Linked DNA regions of Danio rerio: region 1 is linked to region 2. A link is a contact called in public Micro-C data. All regions are on one chromosome and are shown on one strand. Each heading gives the region's core, a stretch centred on a gene start, on an enhancer-like site or on the middle of the called end of the contact. The rest is flanking DNA. Distances are from core to core; before and after follow the strand shown.

The links. Hi-C and Micro-C count contacts between places; a contact is called where the count stands out from the background.
Region 1: a Micro-C map of caudal fin shows a contact between it and region 2, with 9 times the contacts expected there. The contact joins the enhancer-like site here to the promoter of slc8a2b in region 2. A contact is called at or near these places in 3 of 18 Hi-C or Micro-C datasets (caudal fin, hematopoietic stem cells and an unstated tissue).

The regions. Positions count from the first base shown.
Region 1 is chr15:45,616,712-45,622,465 of GRCz12tu, reverse strand. The region is part of intron 1 of slc8a2b (solute carrier family 8 member 2b); the gene reads right to left. Among named protein-coding and RNA genes, the nearest start is that of acsl3a, 96 kb to the left of the region's middle. Within about 2 kb of position 1,960, at least 3 of the 62 cell types and tissues checked have an H3K27ac peak or open chromatin away from gene starts, as enhancers often do.
Region 2 is chr15:45,471,847-45,478,005 of GRCz12tu, reverse strand. It overlaps slc8a2b (solute carrier family 8 member 2b), which reads right to left and starts at 1,528. Exons shown (of 12, transcript NM_001123284.1): 1 at 1,408-1,528.

The DNA of each region.
Region 1 (5,754 bases), core at 711-3,210, 140 kb before region 2:
TAAAAATATTTCCCAAATAATGTTATAAGAGCGAGGAAATTTTCAGAGTATGTCTGATAATTTTTTTTCTCCTAGAGAAAGTCTTTTTTGTTTTATTTTGGCTAGAATAAAAGCAGTTTTTATTTTGTTAAAGCCATTTTAAGGTCAAAATTATTAGCCCCTTTAAGCTATGTATATTTTTTTTGATAGTCTACAGAACAAACCATCGTTATACAAGAACTTGCCTATTTACCCTAACCTGCCTACTTAACCTAGTTAAGCCTTGAAATGTCACTTTAAGCTGTATAGAAGTGTTTTGAAAAATATCTAGTCAAATATTATTTACTGTCATCATGATAAAGATAAAATAAATCAGTTATTAGAAATGAATTATTAAAACTATTATGTTTATAAATGTGTTAAAAAAATCTCTCCATGACAGAAATTAGGGGGAAAAAAATAGGGGGGTTAATAATTCTGACTTCAACTGTAATTATATATATTTAAGTAATGCAAATGGAACAAGTAAAATTATTGCTGAGAGATTTGATTTATTATTATTATTATTATTATTATTATTATTATTATTATTACTATTATTATATATTTTTGCATACAAACTGAGCACCATTTAAGATCTCACACATCTTTTTTTCACTTGCAGTTTTTTTAATAAAAAAAATTATATAAATAGTTTGACAAAACTCAAATTAATCGAAGTTTTAACATACTTTTTATGCCCTGTAAAAACTGTGATGACAAAAACAAATCATCACAACAAATTTTTTCATGTTGCTTTAATTTACTTTATTAAGTTAATCAGCGTTCAATCTAATATTTTACATTTATACATTCACAGCAGGAAAGTCACTGGTTTGAGCCTCGGCTCTGGGTCAGTTGCCGTTTCTGTGTGGAGTTTGCATGTTTTCCCCGTGTTGGTGTGGGTTTACTTCAGGTGCTCCGGTTTCCCCCACAGGTACAAAAACATGCGCTGTAGGTGAATTGGGTAGGCTAAATAGGCTGTAGTGTATGAGTGTTTGTGTGTAAATGAGTGTGTATGGATGTTTCCTAGTGATGGGTTGCAGCTGCATAAAACATATGCTAGATAAGTTGGCGGTTCATTCCGCAGTGGTGACCCCTGATTAATAAAGCGACTAAACCGAAAAGAAAAAGAATGATGAATTTTTAATCAGTTTAAATGATGTAAGTTGAGATAAATAGAATTTTTTAATTGATTAAACTAAAAAATTAACGCAGCACGAATGTTTTTAGTGAGTATAATTTTACATTAATATTTCTCCTCATTATACATTTTGACTTACAATGTTTTAACTTATTTATTTAGCATTTATTTTCAGATTTTCTGAATGATATTTCTTCTGTCAGGCGGCACGGTGGCTCAGTGGTTAGCACTGTTGTCTCACAGCAAGAAGGTTGCTGGTTCGAATCCTGGCTGGGCCAGCTGGCATTTTTGTGTGGAGTTTGCATGTTCTCCCTTTGTTGGCGTGGGTTTCCTCCGGGTGCTCCGGTTTCTCCCAAAGCCCAAACACATGCGCTGAAGGTGTTTTGCATAAGCTAAATTGACCGTAGTGTATGAGTGTGTGTGTGAATGTAAGAGTGTACAAGTGTTTCTCAGTACTGGGTAGTGGCTGGAAGGGCATCTATTGTGTAAAACATTTGCTGGAATAGTTGGCGGTTCATTCCGCTGTGGAGAACCCTGATAAATCAGAGACTAACTAGAATGAAAATTAAAGAATGACACACACTCATATTTCTCTAAATTCAGCACGCACACACACACACACACACACACACACACACACACACACACACACACACACACACACACACACACTATCTAAACACTCTTTCTTCTTCTGCTTTTCTATTGTTTCTTTCTAAATGGTCTTTTTTTTCCATGACAGAGCAGCTCTGTGTCCTAAACAAGCTCTCTCTCTGAATACTAAACAGTCCCACAGAGCGCTTTTTGTGCGCTGTTTCACTCAGTGACGGGTTGCACTGAGGTTAGTGGGTTACCCATCGTTTCCCCTCATTAACACACATCTGTCTTTCTCCCAACGTGCGACATCGTCACGACCGCAGGAACAGAAGCAAACGCCTGCCATCCAGAGTCATCATACAGTCTGAGCTCAAATAAATCGTGTTTGTTTCTGCTGCAGAGCCGCCGCAGGGACCCAAACCTGCACTCAACTCATGTTTCTTTCAGAGCGCCACATTAAAGGAGGAACAAAACAGACGCTTTGGAGATCACAGGCCAGACGGAGGCATGAGAAGATGGAGAGACAGACGATGAAACATGAAAAACTCAACGCAATCCATTTGAGATAAAATAACAACAAATCAATTTTAAAAGGATGCCCCAGGTAAATGAGGCAGAAGAATAAACTTTATACAAACTCAGAGATTTAAAGGAATAATTAGGCTGTGATTTTCAATTATGAAAAAAAAGACTTAAAGATGATTGCTTGGATTTACTTCAAGTTAAGTGGTTGTAAACTATTTATTCAGCTGAATTTAAGCAAACACATCATCACCTTGGAATTATAAGGTTCTGTCTGCGTTATAAATTATTTTGAGATATTGAGCTTCAAAGTTTTTGCATTCCATATAGCAAACAATACATGTATAACAGTTTTCTTTCATACATTACCATGACAGAGACCCTGAGTTTTCTCTAAATGTAAATTATCAAAGTTCTCTTACATTTGCAAATTAGAGTAAAAAAACAGGGTAAATGCAGATAGAACCTTCTAATTCTGAAACCTTCTTGGAATTATAAGGTTCTATTTGGCAGATCATTCACTGAAATATCACTTTTTTAAGCAATTCAATCAAAAAATATTTGATTGAATATTTTTTCTTGTTCAAATTAAGAATACAAGGCTGTGCTAAATATTTTTTTTCAATGCAGCTGTTAACTTTATTTAATTAATATGTTAATGTTTATTAGATTTTATGCTTAATATGAATTTTTGAGTTAAATTTATTGAATTATATTCCCCATGACTAATAATAATAATAATAATTGAGTGTGTATGGGTGTTTCCCAGTGATGGGTTGCAGCTGGAAGAGCATCCGCTGCGTAAAACGTGTGCTGGATAAGTTGGCGGTTCATTCCGCTGTGGCGACCCCAGATTAATAAAGGTACTAAGCGAAAAAGAAAATAAATCAAATGGATCTCAATGTTGAGAAATGCTTTTAAATCATCAAATTTATATACATCTCAATTTTGTGTGGTACGGCATTCTTTCGTCGACTGTCAATGGAGCAGTCCGGCTAAATGACAAAGAAAGCTGATCCTGATTGGTCCTCGAGCAAGCATTAAAAATGCTGATTGGCTAACAGAAAGAACCTTATAGAGCCAAGCTAGAGTTCAACTTTGTAGATAAAACTTTTTTTTTTGTTTTTTAAATAAAAAGTCCTAAAATGTAAACAACTCATAAACAAATCATTTAATTTCACTTCTAAATTTCATTTAATTTTCACTTCTGGTGAAAGGTTAATGTGACTGTTTTCAATTCTATAATGTTCTTTTTACAGCACAGACATCACAATGTAATTAAAATACAATCAGTTAAATAAACTTAAGCATTCATTTAGTTGTTCAAGTATAAAATGAGATACTTTAACTGAGTAAACTTTAACATCGTCAGTAGCAGCAGACTAGCACAGAAACTCCATTGAAAATAATGGGGTAAAATAAATGTTTAAAATGTTAATAGATTGTCATATTCTGAGCTATTGTTTGTTTTCTCCACAAGATGTCGCCATTTTCCCCAGTGTTTCTGTTTGTGGTTCATTTGTGTTAATTTGGTTCAGCTGTTTCTTGTTAGACTAGCCTATATATTCTAGACTCTTGTCTTCACTTGTCACTTGGTTTTTGAGTTTGATGTGCTACTGCTGTTGCCGTAAGTCCTCTTGCTATTACCTTTTGTATTTTTTGGCTCCAGTTGCTCTACGGAGAACTTTATGTTTGTTAACTGTTTAGCTTTTGAAGTTCCTATGTTTTTGCCTGGCGGCTTTTTCTTGATGATTTTGGATTTCCTTAATAAACACCTTTGTTTGAACTAGACCTTGTGCCTTAGCAAGTGGGTTCACCAACTCTCCCTGTGGCTGATCGTTAAACCACTGGACTACTACACTAGCGACCCGGGTTCGAGCCTCGGACTCATGTGCTTCTTGTGTCTGAGACCAACTTCATATCTAATATCAATGAGGCAATGAAGAGCACAGATTTTTAAAGAAATCAGATCTTAAACGTGGTGATTTTGTAATGGCAAGATCGGTTCACCGGAAGCGCTGAGGCTGGCTGACTGAAATTAAAAGTACAAGTGCATATACTTCATTTAAATAAACAAATTAAATAAAAGATTTATCCATTCCTTCATTTTCTTTTCGGCGTAGTCCCTTTATTAAACTGGGGTCGCCACAGAGGAATTAACCGCCAACTTATCCAGCATATGTTTTACCCAGCGGATGCCCTTCCAGCCTGAGGAAACCCACACAAACGCAGGGAGAACATGCAAACTCCACACAGAAACGCCAACTGGACCAGCCGAGGCTCGAACCAGCAACCTTCTTGCTGTGAGGCGACCGCACTACCTACTGTGCTACTGCTTCACCTAAATTAAACATTACTAAATTTAATTTAGTTTGCTTAAATTCAACACATATAAGTTGTTTATTTATGTGTATCTCAATATTAAGTTTTAGACATTTGAGTTAGTAATTTAGTCATTTGTATTACTAAATATTAGTAGTAATAAAAGTTTTTAATAATTGAAATAAGCGTCGCCTTTTAAGCACTTTTATATTAATATTTTTTTTTAAATATTGCTACAAAAAAGAGCAGGATTTATCTTGTTTTTTTGTTATCAGTAAAATGTTTTAGAATTTATAAATTTTTGTATTTTGTTTTAAAAATGCTTTTTTAAAGTTACAAAGTATTTACAGACTATATACACACTATTACAAACTATGAAATCATTGTCACTTGCCTTCAAAATGTCCTTACAAAATAATTGTGCTTACATAATAAATTTGTGTATTTAATATGCACATATAAATACAAACTGAATGTATATTCACATAAAAATGCTGGCTTGATTAGCATTGTAGCACAACACTGGGCAAAACATGGCAAACCCAAATATTGCATTAAAAAGTGTCATTTAAATTGAAATGAAAAAATAAACCAACATTGGTCGAATTTGTCCATATTTGACCCAACATTGGGTTATGGCAACCAATCATTTTTAGAGTGTATGCATGAATGCAATATTTTACGTTATATATAAAAGTAAAAAAGATATGTTATAAATTATTGTTATTATAAATTATACACAGTTAAAGTCAGAATTATTTGCTGCCCTTTTAATTTTTTTTTCTTTATTAAATATTTCCCAACTAATGTTTAACAGAACAAGGAAAGTTTCACAGCTTGTCTTATAATATTTTTTCTTCTGGAGAAAGTCTTATTTGTTTTATTTCTGCTAGAATAAAAGCAGTTTTTAATTTTTTAAACACCATTTTAAGGTAATTATTATTAGCCCCATTAAGCTATATTTTTTTCGATAGTCTACAGAACAAACCATCGTTATACAATAACTTTCCTAATTACCCTAACCTGCCTAGTTAACCTAATTAACCTAGTTAAGCCTTTAAATGTCACTATAAGCTGTATAGAAGTGAAAAGTATCTAGTAAAATATTATTTACTGTCATCATGACAAAGATAAAATAAATCAATTATAAG
Region 2 (6,159 bases), core at 279-2,778:
TTTCACCACCATCTGTGCTGTATATCAAGAATGTTCAGCATATTTGACAATAAAACTGACTTGATTTGAGCTTGGGTGCCTTAAAGGTGCGGAAACTGACTGGATTTTTGGAAACGAGAGGCTGCTTTTATAATATCACCTGTGATTTTTCTTTTTACAACCACTTTTTCACGTACATTCAGGGATATATTACACAAAACTGAATTAAAAATCTAAAAGCACATGTGAAATAAATGACAATTCTATAATTAAAACTGCAACATCGTGAATTTTACATCCTTAATTTCATTTTTTAAATTGTTTATGGGCGTGAATTTTCGCTAACTTCAAAGACACGCCCTCTGCACACATCAGCCAATCTGATGTCAGCAAAAGATGATTGAAAGGCAGATCCAGTTTCTCATTGGTTAAGAAAAGCACTGGCCGCTCCCCTCACTTTCTCTGTTTACTGCTCACACTCTCATTCTAAGATTTCTTACAAAGCCCAAATAAATCAATGTTTGACAATTTAACAATGACTTTAATGTGCATTACAATAAAAATAATTCACCCCATTAAAAAATGAGGCAGCACAAACTATGGAGTTTCATTCTGAACAAACACCAGTGCTATTTTAAAGGGGAGGGGGATGAGAAGGGAACCTCCATCTGCAGAAAAACCGAGGAAACCCCGCCTGCATGGTGCATCCCCGTCAGGTCCCGAGCAATAAAGTGCCCGCTATCACATCCCTGACATTTACACTGGTTAAACCTCAGTACTACATACTTGCTCGCCAATATCCGAATCAACATTTAAAACAATCATCAAATGAAGGTCACGCAGGAAATGCGTCCCGTTTATGTAACCAAACATTTACCTCCAACATCACAAAACAAACACAAACCAATCCCGCAGTGTAGGATTTATGATCATATAATGGAAAATATGACAGCAGATTCACAATCAGATGCTTTCTTTATAGGAAATAAATTAACTAAATGAAATAAAATGAACAAACAAGTGCTCCAAGACACCGCATGTGCAAAACATAACCCACATAATGTTATGACCAAAACAGTCCTGCAACATCCATGCAGACTACAGCATATGCATGCACACTATAGTATCCTTAATGTAAAGACTGAATGCATCACTGCCAAATGCACAGCACTCTGATAACTAGCTCATCACACAAATGCAAATAAATAAATACTAAATTAAGCATTTAAAATAAAAGCAAGTTATTCCACCTGCCTTTGACTCACATTGACAGACTTTTAAAGCCTCGAGAAAAGCATCAAGCACCATCATACTGAGATCCACAGGATGAAAAAGCCTCTCAGAGGATGAAAGCCGCGTCTTTGAGAGAACAGTTTGTTTACGGGACAAGTTCGCGTTTAAATCGCGTATGATTTGTTGTTGTCATACCTTGTATCCTAGTTTGCGGTGTTGTTCAGGGCAGGCGTGGCTGCGAAGCGCATGTTGCTGCTGGGTAATTCATTGAAAACTGCTCCGGTTGTGCTGATATGAGTGTCTTTCCCTCTCTGCGGTTTGCCTCTGTTGTAAATCACTCTCTCGTGCAGTGGAAATACTCTCTCGAGCGCTCACTACACGCAGACTCGCGCGTCCGGGGTGGGGAGGGCGGCACGCGAACGCGCAGACAAGTGAACGCGCGAGCGAGGATTTTAGTAGCGTTTCATCAGAAAGTGACAGGCCTAAATAAATTTAAGTACGATAAAAGAACAGCAATGCTTTCGTTAATGTATTTACTTATTCATTCATTTACTTATTTATATTTAAAAAACCTATTGTTAAGTTTACAAAATTAAATAACAGTAGGCAACTACAGTAGGCATTTGATGTATTTCAAAACCTTCCTCAAGCTCATCCTAAAAGTATTGAACAACTGGTCGAGGCTTGAATCATTGATGCTTGCTAATGCTTACACAGACCCTCTTACCTCTATCGGGGAGTGAGCACCACCTTGTGGTACCATCGCAGGAAGGCAGCTTTCTGATTATTATTTTTATTGATATAAATGAATAATATGATATATATATATATATATATATATATATATATATATATATATATATATATATATATATATATATATATATATATATATATATATATATATATATATATATATATAAAAATAATAGATCAGAATACACATTTCAGGAAAAAAACTCTCTCTCTCTCTCTCTCTCTCTCTAAAAAGGAAAAGAAAAACAAACTCTAGCGCTAAATTATCTGAGCACAAACAAGTTACTTTGTATAACTTGCCAAATGCCTCAATTGTAAGTTGCTTTGGACAAAAGCTGTATGTTCATTCATTCATTCATTCATTCATTCATTCATTCATTCATTCATTCATTTTCTTTTCCTTTTAGTCCTTTTATTAATCTGGGGTCACCACAGTTGAATAAACCACCAACTTATCCAGCATTTTTTTTTTCTCCAGGGGATGCACAGACTCATTCACACTCATACGGAATATTTAGCTTATCCAATACACCTATAGAGCATGTCTTTGGACTGTGGGAGAAACCGGAGCACCCAAAGGAAAGTCACGCAAACACGGGGAGAACGTGCAAACTCCAACACAGAATTGCTAACTGACCCAGCTGGGACTCGAACCAGCAACCTTCTTGCTGTGAGGCAAAAAATCCAGAGAAGCAAAAAAATAAAAAAGGAAAAATTTTGTTGAAATTTTGTAGGTTGTAATCTTTTTTTTTTTTTTTTTGCAATATTTTGCTTAAACTGAATTGCATTATCTTTCGAATTTTAAATATGTTTGGAGACTAAATATTACTTTAATAAAAATATCTGTTTAATAAATCTGTTTTGTTTAAATGCATCAAAATACATTACGTATTTTCACTGAGAAATGAAAAAAATATATAAATTTTCAAATAGGGCTGTACTCAATCTTAATTATGCTGAGCACTGGAGTCCATCTGGTTATGTACATAGAAATTGTGGTCTGTTACAGGTTACATAAAATGTGCATGTAATTTATTAGATTACACACTTTTTAAAAAATTTGTCATTTTGATCATAGGTACATATTTTATGATAATTTGATATTTTGTTGCAGTGTTTTAACATGGAGAAAAAATAGTTAATATTCAAAATGTTTTTTTTTTCTTGTTATTGCGACTGGGTGGTTCATTCCGCTGTGTCGACCCCTGCGGGTAAAAAAGGACTAAGCCGAAGGAAAATGAATGTTGCAACTAAGCCCCCATGATGAATGTGAGCATAAACACATGCCTAATGTTTTTGCATATTGAAGTCAGAATTATTAGCCCCCTTTTGAATTTTTTTGTTTTTTTTAAATATTTCCCAAATGATGTTTAGCAGAGCAAGAAAATTTTCACAGTATGTCTGATAATGACAGAAAGTGACAGAAAACCAAAGACTTCATCAGGCCGTATAGCAAATCATTCAAATCTGGTGTCTATTAAATGTAGATCTGAGACTACTATAGAAAAAAAAGCTAAAACTGTTAAGTTAGCGCTTTTAAACATCAGATCACTCAACAATAACTCTCTTTTAGTCAATGATTTTATCAACACAAATTGCCTTGATTTTATGCTTTTAAATGAAACTTGGCTAGATGACAGCTGTAGCGCAGCAGTTCTGAATGAAGCAGCTCCTTTAAACTTTGACTTTTTGAGTGTTTGCAGAGTTAGTAGGAGAGGTGGAGGCATCGCTCCCCTGTTTAAAGATGTGTATGAGTGTAAACAAGTGTGATTTGGTGACTATTTTTCTTTTGAATATCTGAGTATAGCACTAAAAGGGTCTCCATGCATCTTACTGATCATTATCTACAGACCTCCAAAATATTCTCCAGCTTTTATTGAGGATTTTACAGAGCTGTTATCAATTGGAACCTCTGAATTTGATTATTTTAGTATTGCTGGGGATTTTAATATTCATATAGATAATCCAGAAATCAATGCTGTAAAAGAACTGATGACTGTTTTTAACACTTTTGATCTGACTCAGCATGTTCAAGGACCCACACACAATCGTGGACACACTCTTGATCTACTTATAACTAAGGGTTTACACATTTCATCAACTGTTGTTAAGGATGTGGCACTATCTGATCATTTCTGTATCTTTTTTGATATATTGATCACTCCAGCTATTAAAGACAGATCTGTCTCTGTCAGAAAGAGATGCATAAATGAGAACACCAGTGAGCAGTTTATGAAGGCCATATCGCTAGCACCAAGTATATCTGCAGATTCTGTTGATTCTCTCCTTGATTTGTTCAATTCTAAAATTGAGAATGTCATAAATGACATCGCTCCTGTTAAAGTCAAGAAGATGACTGGCAGGCAAAAGGGATCTTGGACAAGGTCACCTAGAGTACAAATGATGAAAAGACAGTGCAGAAAAGCTGAGCGTATGTGGAGAAAGACGAAACTAGTAGTCCATTATAATATCTATAAAGACAGTCTTCATGCCTTTAATATGGAACTAAACACTGCTAGACAGACTTTCTTTTCAAGTCTTATAAACAGCAACTTAAATAATGCTCGCACACTCTTTGCAACGATAGAGAGACTCACAAACCCCCCCAGTCGGATTCCAAGTGAGCAAATGTAATGAGTTTGCTCATTTCTTCACTGATAAGATCAATAATATCAGAAAGGCAATCAGCTCATCCAATCAGCCAAGTTGTGTCGATATCAAACAAGCTCGACCACAACTTAAGAAATCTGACATTATGTCTGATTTTATGGCAATTAACAGCAAAATCTTAGAAGAAATTGTGCAAGTTATGAAAACATCAACCTGCAGTCTTGACACGCTCCCCACATCATTCTTCAAAACGGTGTTTACCTGTTTAGAAATGGATCTTCTAAAAGTGGTAAATGCTTCACTTCTCTCAGGGATTTTTCCAACCTCACTTAAAACTGCAGTTGTTAAACCCCTCTTGAAGAAGAGCAACCTGGATAACACCCTATTGAGCAATTACAGGCCAATCTCAAATCTCCCTTTCATTGGCAAAATCATTGAAAAAGTTGTTTTTAACCAGGTTAACAAGTTCTTAAACTTCAGGGGGTGTTTAGACAATTTTCAATCTGGTTTCAGAGCACATCACAGTACAGAGAGCGCTCTTATAAAGATAATCAATGATATACACCTAAATACAGATTCAGGTAAAATAACAGTGCTGGTATTGTTGGATCTCAGTGCTGCATTTGACACTGTCGATCACAGCATACTTCTGGATAGGCTGGAAAACTGGGTTGGGCTGTCTGGCACTGTCCTGAAATGGTTTAGATCTTACCTTGAAGGTAGAGGTTACCATGTCAGTATAGGTGACCATAGGTCGAGATGGACACCCATGACATGTGGAGTCCCACAAGGCTCGATTCTGGCACCTCTCCTGTTCAACCTTTACATGCTCCCTCTAAGCCAAATAATGAGAAAGAACCAAATCTCCTACCACAGCTATGCTGATGACACTCAGATCTACCTGGCCTTACTGCCTAATGACTACAGCCCCATTGACACCCTCTGCCAATGCATTGATGAAATGAGCAATTGGATGTGCCAAAACTTTCTTCAGTTAAACAAAGAGAAAACTGAAGTCATTGCGTTTGGGAACAGAGATGAGGTTCTCAAGGTAAATGCGTACCTTGGCACTAAAGGTCAAACGACAAAAAATAAGGTCAAGACTCTTGGTGTGACTCTGGAGTCAGATCTGAGTTTCAACAGTCATGTCAAAGCAGTCAGTAAATCAGCATACTATCATCTCAAAAACATAGCAAGAATCAGATGCTTTGTTTCTAGTGAAGATTTAGAAAAACTTGTTCATGCTTTTATCAGCAGCAGGGTGGATTACTGTAATGGACTCCTCACTGGTCTTCCTAAAAAGACAGTCAGACAGTTGCAGCTCATTCAGAATGCTGCAGCCAGAATTCTAACCAGAACCAGAAAATCAGAGCACATCACGCCTGTCCTCAGGTCTTTACACTGGCTCTCAGTTACATTCAGAATAGATTTTAAAGTATTATTACTGGTCTATAAATCACTAAATGGCCTAGGACCTAAATACATTATAGATATGCTCACTGAATACAAACCTAACAGATCACTCAGATCTTTAGGATCAAATAAACTAGAAGTTCCAAGAGTTCAGTCAAAGCAGGGTGA